2 separate regions of the Mus musculus genome follow, and region 1 is linked to region 2. The links are chromatin contacts, called in public promoter capture Hi-C maps. All regions are on one chromosome and are shown on one strand. The core of a region is the stretch at or near the end of the contact, and the rest is flanking DNA. Distances in the headings are between cores, read along the strand shown.

Region 1 (4,803 bases), core at 1,349-3,848, 120 kb before region 2:
CATGTGTGCTACCACGCAGAGCTAACTTCTTTTTAATGACATGCATTTATTTGTATATATGTCTTCGTGTATGTATGGATAAGCACTTGGCACAGCATATATGTAGAGGTCAGATGACAACTTACAAGTTGGTTCACTCCTTCATATGGACTGGCAAGGTAGAACTTATATCACCAGGCTTGGTGGCAAAGGCCTTTATCTGTTGAGCCATCTCATTGGCCCAGTTTGGTATAATTTTTTCTTTTCTTTTTTTTTTCTTTTCTTTTCTTTTCTTTTCTTTTCTTTTCTTTTCTTTTCTTTTCTTTTCTTTCTTCCTTCCTTCCTTCCTTCCTTCCTTTCTTTCTTTCCTTCCTTCTTTTTTTTTTAAGATTTATTTATTATTATGCATAAGTACACTGTAGCTGTCTTCAGTCACACCAGAAGAGGGCATCAGATCTCATTATGGGTGGTTGTGAGCCACCATGTGGTTGCTGGGATTTGAACTCAAGACCTTCGGAAGACCAGTGGGTGCTCTTACCCGCTGAGCCATCCTGCCCACCCCCCTCATTTTTTTCTTAAGATTATTTATATTTATGTATAGGTGTATCTGCACCTGTGCCTGTGTGTAGTGCCCAAAGAGGCCAGAAGAGGGCATCGGATCCCCAGGAGCTAGAGTTAGAGGTTGCTGTGAGTTGCCAGTGCTGGAGACTGAACTTAGTAGGTCTTTTGGAGGAGGAGCAGCAAGTGCTCTTAACTGCTAAGCCATCTCCACAGCCTGGTAGGCATCTTGTCTTCTAATGGATTAAATTAGTTTTGTGGAGGCCTAGTGTGTGTGTGCTGTGCATGTATTTATGTGTGCATACATGGATGGACAGACACACACACACAGGTATAGAGTCAGAAAAACCCATATGGGTTCCAGGAAACAAACTTGGAATTTCAGGCTCGGTGGCAAGCAGCCCTACAAAGCACTGCACCATCTCACTGACCTGAGGCCTGGCTTCTGTCACCACCTCTACTGTGGTCTTCAAGTGTCAAGTTTATGGAAGATCTATAAAGGGTGTGCTTGTGTGGCACAGCCTCCATCTCCTTACCTGGGTATGGGTTAACCCTGATCCCCTGGCTACTTGCATGCTGAGTCAGCTCTTGGTACACAAATCCTACTGCTCCCAAAGGTTTAGTCACTGCCCTGAGTTCCGGACATCCTTGCAGATCTGCCCTGTGGCTCAGGATTGATTATTAGAGCCTGTGACTCCTGTCTATAAACCTGGTGATTCTAGCTCCTTTGAGATCTCAGCCTAGCAGTAAGTCTGCCTTGAAATTCTTTCTTTGGGACTCTCCTGGAGCCAGGTCTACAAGGTCTCCAGAGAGAACAGCAGAGGCTCAGACTTCAGCAGTAAGCTGGACAATCACTTTCGGATGGAAGCAGAATTGCTAACATTTTTAGGGCACTTAATTCTGTGTGCTAGGCTTTAAGCATTTATAAACGCTGACCTCAGCTGGGCAGTGGTGGTTCATGCCCTTAATTCAGCATTTGAGGGGCAGAGAAAGGTGGGTCTCTGTGAATTTGAGGTCAGCCTGAACTAGAGAGCAAGTTTCAGGACAGCTAAGGCTCCAAAAACAAACAAATAACAACGAAAAAAAGAGAAAGAACCAAAGTAAAAACCACTGACTTTGTATGTGTGCACAGGCATTGGTGGTTTGCCTACATGTATGTCTGTGTGAGGGTGTCCCAGACAGTAGTGGGTGCTGGGAACTGAACTCTGGTCTTCTGGAAGAAGAGCCAGTGCTCTTAAAGACGGAGCCATCTCTCCAGCCCCCAAATACTGACTTCCTAAATACTCAAAATCAGCACCCAGAGTTAAGTAATCACCCTTTTACTGTAAGTGGGAACTAGGGAGTTTGGTAACTCACCCTGACCCCCTATCATCTGGGTGGTCACTTAAACATACTGACAATTACCACAAAACCCAGTAATGGTAGGGCACACCTTTAATCCCAGCACTCTGGAGGCAAAGCAGGTGGATCTCTGAATTTGAGACCATCCTAGTCTACAAGACAGCCAGGAGTACACAGAGAAACCCTGTCTCAAAACAAAGCAAAACATCCCAACAACAAAAGTACTGACCACAATAGCATGGGATCTCTGAACGCTACAGGAGAGATTTTGTGGAAATCAGTAAAGAAATGTCTCGAGAAACCAAAAAAAAAAAAAAAAAAAAAAGGATATAAAGAAGAAGAAAGAAGGATAAAGACAGAAGAGGACCCGGCTTTAGCTGTTCAGAAAATGCTAGCACTCTTTCTGCTGGAATTGTCAGGCAGCAGATGGTTGGGGGGGGGGGGTGACCCCAGGGCCTGGAGGATCAGAGATGGGAATGCAGCCTGAGCAAGAGGTGCTCTATCAGTGACTTCCTAGAACTAGGACCCAACCCATTCAGCTGGTTAAATCCAGGTGGCCTCAAAGAGAGCTCCCCGTCTTCCACCCCCACATACCCTCTTCTCCCTGGGGGCCTCTCCCTCACAAGTGCTGAGCCCAAGGCCCAGACTATCCTCATGGGCGGAGAAACGAAGGCTCTTCCCAGTCCAGTAATAGACCTAGAAGATTCCAGGAGATGAGTGTGGCGGCTGTCCTGAGCCCCGGGCCAGCTGATGTCCAGGTTAGGGCAGCGTTGGGGCCCCAATCCCAGCCTGGAAGGTTGGACTTCACGTCGACCCTTCTCTGAGTCTTCTGCCACTCACTGGCCTGGACAAGACAGCATTGGGGAGCCCAGAGGCTGCAGGTGCAGGTAAGGGCTGGGTTCAAGGCGGTTGGTGGCGAGAGCCGGTGGCGAGGGTGCGGCACGTAGGGAGACGCAGCTCTGGTAGGGTTAAGCTCCCAAGGAGGGGGCTTTTGAGGGCGGGAGGAGGGGGGTCCTAGTCAGACGGCCGCCGGCGGCTCGGTCTCTGGGCTGCCGCCGGCACCTCCTTGGCTCAGCCCGCACACCCTCGAGGCGGCGCGGGAGACCTGGCCGCAGCCAAAGCCGCAGCCACAGAGTGGGCAGACAGTAAGTGCGGAGCAGGCGCGGGAATGTGGGCTGGATCTCAGGCCCTGGGAGCTGGGAGAAACCGGCAGGGCGGGACACTTCCCGCGCGTGGATGCCTTCCTCGAGTGGTGTGACCGTGCGTCCCGTCGCCGGTCACGCTCGGAGGCGTCGGCGTAAGGACGCGGGGGAGGTGGTGGGAGCAAGCGGCTGGCGTGCGGTGTCACACGGGTTCCGTGTGTGTATCTGTGTGTGTGTGTACGCGAGCGCGCGCATTCGTGCGCGTGGACCTCTAGGGTAGCTCGGCCCTGCGGGCACGCCCATGGTGGTTAGTTGTGCCAGGGTCTGCCGGAGCGTGGTGCAGTGCTATGCCTGCAGCCTGGGCAGCGCGCGGCTAGAGCTGCAGAATGGAATGTGGCTCAAAGATCTTTGTGGCACATGTAGCAGACTGTGTATATGTATGTGTGTGTGTGCCTGCCATCTCCCGCTGCCCCCTAAGTGACAGCTGTCCCGTGGGCTGCTGTATCCGTGCTGCCCTTCCCACCCTGTGCCTTGCTTCTTCTGGGAACTTTGTGCCCACTTTTCCTTTCCCTGGCTCTGGGCCTTGCCTATACCCTGCAGCCAGATCCGCCTTGGGGTTCCTCGAAAGCCCAGCGGGCGGGTGGGGACCCTGGAAGATCCCCGCCCGGTTGATCCCTGCTAGGCTGGAAGGCAGGAGGGGACAGATGCATCTGAGGAGGCTGCCACAGCCGCACTGAGAGAGCCAAGTATGGACCTGCTATTCCTGTCTCCAGTTCTGCAGGCTCCAGCCTCTTCCTATTTCCCCTGGAACTCCCTAGTCTTCCTTTGGTCTTCTCCAAGGCAGGCACCCTAATGCCTCACAAGTCCCCCATTTTCTCACTCACCCTGCCTGGCTTAGTGTTTTCTTCTTTATCCCACTCTCCTGATGGCTAGGCTCCGGAGGTAAGAGGGAGGCTGGAGGTGGGGGCCTAGGTGTTAGTACCTGGAACCAGAGGCTGTGTGGGGGTTACATCTATGGATAATAAAGCTAGGGGCTCAAAAACTTTGGGGAGTCTAATCTAGAGAAGGAGGGTGTGGATGTATGGATCTCTTCGTGACCCCATAATCCTTGGTTTGGCCTGCAGTGACCACTGCTCCCCAGGAGCTCCCTGCTCCTTCTTCCCAGGCAGGAAGTGGAGCTGGACCTGCCTCTGGAAGGACCATGCGCAGCACCACACTCCTGGCTCTGCTGGCACTGGTGCTGCTTTACTTGGTATCTGGGGCTCTAGTGTTCCAGGCTCTGGAGCAGCCTCACGAGCAGCAGGCTCAGAAGAAAATGGATCATGGCCGAGACCAGTTTCTGAGGGACCATCCCTGTGTGAGCCAGAAGAGCCTGGAGGATTTCATCAAGGTGGGTTGGCAGAGTTGGTTAGAGTGGAGTCCTGCTCGGGGTGCTGCTTCCAGACATGTATCTCTGAGGACAGGGTAGGTCCTGCTACATCTCTGGGAGTGCAGGGCAGGAGCTAGGACCCAAGTGTTTGTTTTTAATATGCCGGCCGGCTGTGCTGTTGTCACTTGTCTTTGCTAGCACCAGGCTGTGCCCCTGGGATGTCCCCTTCCCTGGGTGATGGTGGAAGGGAGGAAGGAAGAATGAACAGTTACTGAATGGAGTTAGCGAGTGAATGGGTGGAGCACATGGGATGCGGTATTTGCACAGCTCCAACATCATTAGCTCACCAGGCCAAATCTTGGATGCTTAGTCACAGGTGATTCTCAGCTAAACAGCTGAATTTAAATATAACCC
Region 2 (4,405 bases), core at 408-2,907:
ATTTGCGTCTTTCGTTCTAAGGCAGGAGCACGCAATGCAAACAAGAAGTGGAAACTGGACAGACAGCTAGGGCAGGATCCACAGAAGCAGCACCTAGAACCCTCCTTAGTGATCCGGCCAGGAATGCTACCAGAGAGTCCCAGGTCCTCATCCCTCCTCAAAGTCGCCACTCCTGCCAGGAGCCGAGCTGCAGGGCGTGGACTGGAATTCCAGCAGACAATGTTCTCTTTTGGCAAACAACTGCAGAACCAAATCCTGAGATTTCCATAGTGAAAATGGGCTAAAATGGGCTAAAATGGGCTAGAGCCTCCCCTCCCCTGTTTCAGCTTACCTCCAAATGATTTTAGGGTTACCTCTTCAGAGATGGGCTGACACAGCAAAAGCCTAGGACATGTCTGGCTTGGGCGGAGACAGAGCATTCCAAGCTACCTAAAACATCGTTAGTCCAGTTGGGCCAGTCAATCACCCGTCCCACTCCAAGGCAGGCAGGCTGAGAGATGGGTGGAATAATTATCCCTTTAATGAGATACCGTGCTTTCTTTCCTAGAATCCCTGCCTTCTGTTGCGGTCCCTACTAAGGCCAGGAAGTTCAGCTGGGTCTGTCCTCCTTACTGAGTCCTGATTCAGAAAGCTGTAAGGTTCCCTTTTCCTGTCTCTTTCTTTAGATACCTCTAGAACATAAATGTGTAATCTCTGGTACTTAGGCTCTCTCTCTCTTTCTTTAAATTCCCTCCCTGCCCCACTGCTAGCTGCTTGTCTGCCTCAAAACAGCCTCCTTTCTGGCTTAACTCAAGTAGCATGGATTTTTCCTCCTCCTCCTCCTCCTCCTCCTCCTCCTCCTCCTCCTCCTCCTCCTCTTCCTCCTCTTCCTCTTCTTCTCCCTCCTCCTCCAGGCAGCCACTGAGATTTCCTGCTCTGGGGTGTTTCTTTTTAAATTGTTCCTTTTAAATAAACTTTGGCTTTGTTTGACTTTCAAATTTTTCCTGCCTTTTAATTCTCTAATTAGGAGAGAAAACACACCCATTCCTGCATACCTAGATGATATCACACTGGGAGAGAGAAGAGCGGAAATACTGATCCATCACCTCTGGTTCCATGAAGTTATTTTTTTTTTAAATTGATTCATTGATTTATTGATCTGGGGGTCTCATTGTGTAGTACAGACAAATCTTGAACTCCTGGACTCAAACCAGCCTTCTGTCTCAGCCTCTCAAGTAACCAGGGCTACACATGAGCCCAGCTATACACAGAGCCCAGCTTTACAATTTTTTGGCAAACTAAGGCATAGAGAATTATTTCATTATTGTTTTGACAGCAGCCTGTGTTGCCAGGTGTGGTGGCACACACCTCGATTCCCAGCACTCAGGACACAGAGGCTGGCAGATCTCTGTGAGTTTGAGGCCAACCTGGTCTACAGAGTGAGTTTCAGGTCAGCCAAGACTACACAGAAAAACCTTATCTCAAAAGGAAGAAGAAGAAGAAGAAAGAAAGAAAAAAGCAAGCAAGCAAGCAGCCTGTATGGTAACCTTGGCAGTTATCATTTTGTCCCGATTTCCCAGAATGCTTTGCTGGAGAAAGACAAGGAATAAATGAGACCACTTTGATGTTAGCTTGCTTGGGCCCCAGTACAGGCATAAGTGTGAAGCAACTCTGTACTTTTTTATACCCTCTCAGTGGTGCAAGATGGCGGCGAACTTGTTGCAGCAAGTCCCAGGAAGGAGGCACGTCTTTTGAGCTTTCTGGACAGTATCCAGGCTGCGTCCTTTTCTTGCAGAGGGCCCACATTATCCGTGAGAAGCTTCCTGTAGCTCTCAGGCCTGCCCTTCATTCAGCAGTCAGAAGTGGGTGTGTGGAGGGGTGGCAGGGAGTGGAGGGGGGAGGGGGTAGGAGGGAGTTGCTCTTGCCACGGCCAATAGCCACACCCTTGGTTTTAGCTACAGAAAGCCTAGAGAGCTGAACCGTGAAGTCTTACAACGCCCCCCTCCCCTGCTCAGAAGAGGCCAATGTGACTTAAGCAGAGGGCTGGGATGTGGTAGAGGTGGTGGCCGTAGCTGGCAAGATTCCTGCAGAAGCCCAGTCAGCGGGAAGGTGGGAGCGGGGGCTGTGTGTTGGGGAATTATCTCGTTTCTTACCCTCCACTGCCTGGCATGGGAGCTTGGAATCAGGAGGTGACTTAAAAGATGGGAACCTCCTGTGAATGATGGCAGGGAGAGAAGGGACCAGATACACTGATGGGAGCCATGCTCCTGCCTCAACCCTCCACCAGGACTTTTGGGACTTATTTTTTAAAAATTGTGTGTGTTCATTGTGTCTGTGGTGGTTGGAAGATGGGTGCCATCCTCTGAGATGGTCAGATGATCATGGGCCTCCCAGCGTGGGTGCTGGGGTCAGAACTGAGGTCCTCAGCAAGAGCACTAGATAATGCGGGCACGCGTTTAGGAGTTCTGCCATCTCTACAGCCCCTGCAGTTCCTTTTTTAAGGCAGAAAAGGTAACCCCCTTCCTGCTCCAGCCACTTTCCTTTTAGCTGTCTAGTTTGTCCGTGGTGCAGGTTTTTATCAGACAGTCACTGTCTTGGGAGCTTGTCTCTAGTCACAAATGAAGAGGAGTCCGACACGTGAGGTCCCTGAGGTGCAGCATCTCCTGTTTGCTGATTGAATAAGTAATCATACCAAGTGGAGTTTAAAACACAGTCATCTCTTTTCTACTCTCTCTTTCTTCTTTGTTTCTTTCTGAGAGACAGGGCCTCCTGCAGACCAGACTGTGGCCTTCAGGCTCTGCTTCCCAAATGCTGGGATTACAGGCGTTTGCTACAATGTTGCCTCCTCCTTCCATCCCCCCCCTCCCTCCTTCCCTCCCTCTTCTTCTTCTCCTCCTCCTCTTCCTTTCTATTTTTAGGGGTCTGAGTGAAAGCAAGATCTTGCTGTGCATAGCCCAGGCTGGCCTCAAACTTTCTGCCCAGGTCCTGAGATCACAGGCTGGGCCACCTGTTAGGTGTACTTTTTTATAGCCTACTTTAATAAGGGTTCAACCTCCCCATTAGCCCAGCACCCACCAGAGGTAGTGGAAAAGAAAGGTTATTAGGATACAGGGGAAGTGGATCTGTTTAGAAATAGTTCTCTGGGGTGATTCCAATCTTCGTTGAATCAGCAGCTGCAGCCCAGTTGCCCAGCAGACACCACACATGAATCTGCAAGGTCAGTTCAATCCAGAAGAAACGTCGAGACTGGCCAATCTGCTCAAGTCCGTGGAAGCTGCAAGAACCTCGAGAGAAGTTCTCTGTCCGGTTTCTCTCTATGAAGTCACCACAGGCGAAGCTCAGCAATGCAATCTAAGTTGATAGTCTTATAATCATACATGCATGCTGTCAGCGAAGACTATGGAGATGGAGCAAAGCAAACCAACACTTGAGCTCCCACTGTCTGTGGGGTCCTTTCTAAAGTCCTGTATCCTTTCACCTGTGTCTGCTTCAGCGAAACATTCTTTCACCTGTCTGCCCCAACAAAATGTCCTTATAATCCTGAGTCTCCAAAGAAACCTGAAATTTCCACTTTATCCCCTGAGTGGGGCTGAGGTTCAGGCTCTCATTCTCAGCCAGAGCATCCAGGGTTGGCTTGGCAGTGGTGGCAGTGGTGGTGGTGGTGGGGTCCCAGGTCTTTAATGTCACCTGAAAGCAAGCTAAAGGGAGGTGTTAGCTGATGTTGGCTATCAGTGGCCATTCCAATTTTCCTTCCTGCCTACTGAGCCCCTATAGGACCTTCCAGCTCACCCCATAGGGAACATGCTGGAAAGCATGGATGGCTGGTGCAGATTCAAACCTCTCTTCCTGTAGAGGGCTAACCTGGGATCATAAGGGGACTGTATTTTAGGAACATTGGCAGAGGCTGGGGTGGCAGACAGGGAAGCCCCAAGGCCTGCTCACATGCGAAAGGCTACATTTGTTTATTTGTGTTTGTTTTGTAATTCAGGTGAAGGAACCCAGGGCCTCACACAGACTAAGCCCCTGCTCTACCCTGGGCTGCTCTCCCAGACCTAGGCAGCTGGATTTTAGCCTGAAGTCCACCCTGTGGCTCTCCTCCCTCAGCATCTCCTTTCCTTGCCTCATTTGGCACTTAACTGGCGCACCCTGTCCAGTTCTGTGTCTCAGGCCTCACAGGGCAGGAAGCATCTCACTGCTCCATGGCTGTGTTTGCCGCTTCCATTGTTCTTCAGCATATGAAGCTCAGGGGTGAAGGTTGGGGCTGAGAACCTAGGACCTTCCTGTCATCCATTCAACGATGCTGCTTCAACCGTCAAGGGCTTCATATTAGAACTGTCTTCAGTAACTAGGCATTGGTGGCTCAGGTCTGCAGTCCCAGCACTGGGAAGGTAGAGGTAGGAAGATTGGGAATTCAGTTACCCAGCAT

What was found. Promoter capture Hi-C pulls out the DNA fragments that hold promoters and counts their contacts.
Region 1: a contact with region 2 is called in a promoter capture Hi-C map of embryonic stem cells, with 10 read pairs. A contact is called at or near these places in 2 of 39 promoter capture datasets (the C10 cell line and embryonic stem cells), 3 of 130 datasets of targeted methods (bone marrow-derived macrophages, embryonic stem cells and trophoblast stem cells) and 2 of 9 other capture datasets (adipose tissue and liver).

What each region holds. Positions count from the first base shown.
Region 1 is chr19:6,932,310-6,937,112 of GRCm38.p6, reverse strand. It overlaps Kcnk4 (potassium channel, subfamily K, member 4), which reads left to right and starts at 2,598. Exons shown (of 7, transcript NM_008431.3): 1 at 2,598-2,765; 2 at 4,145-4,410. The coding sequence starts at 4,222.
Region 2 is chr19:6,816,758-6,821,162 of GRCm38.p6, reverse strand. No RefSeq gene overlaps it. Among named protein-coding and RNA genes, the nearest start is that of Mir5046, 11 kb to the left of the region's middle.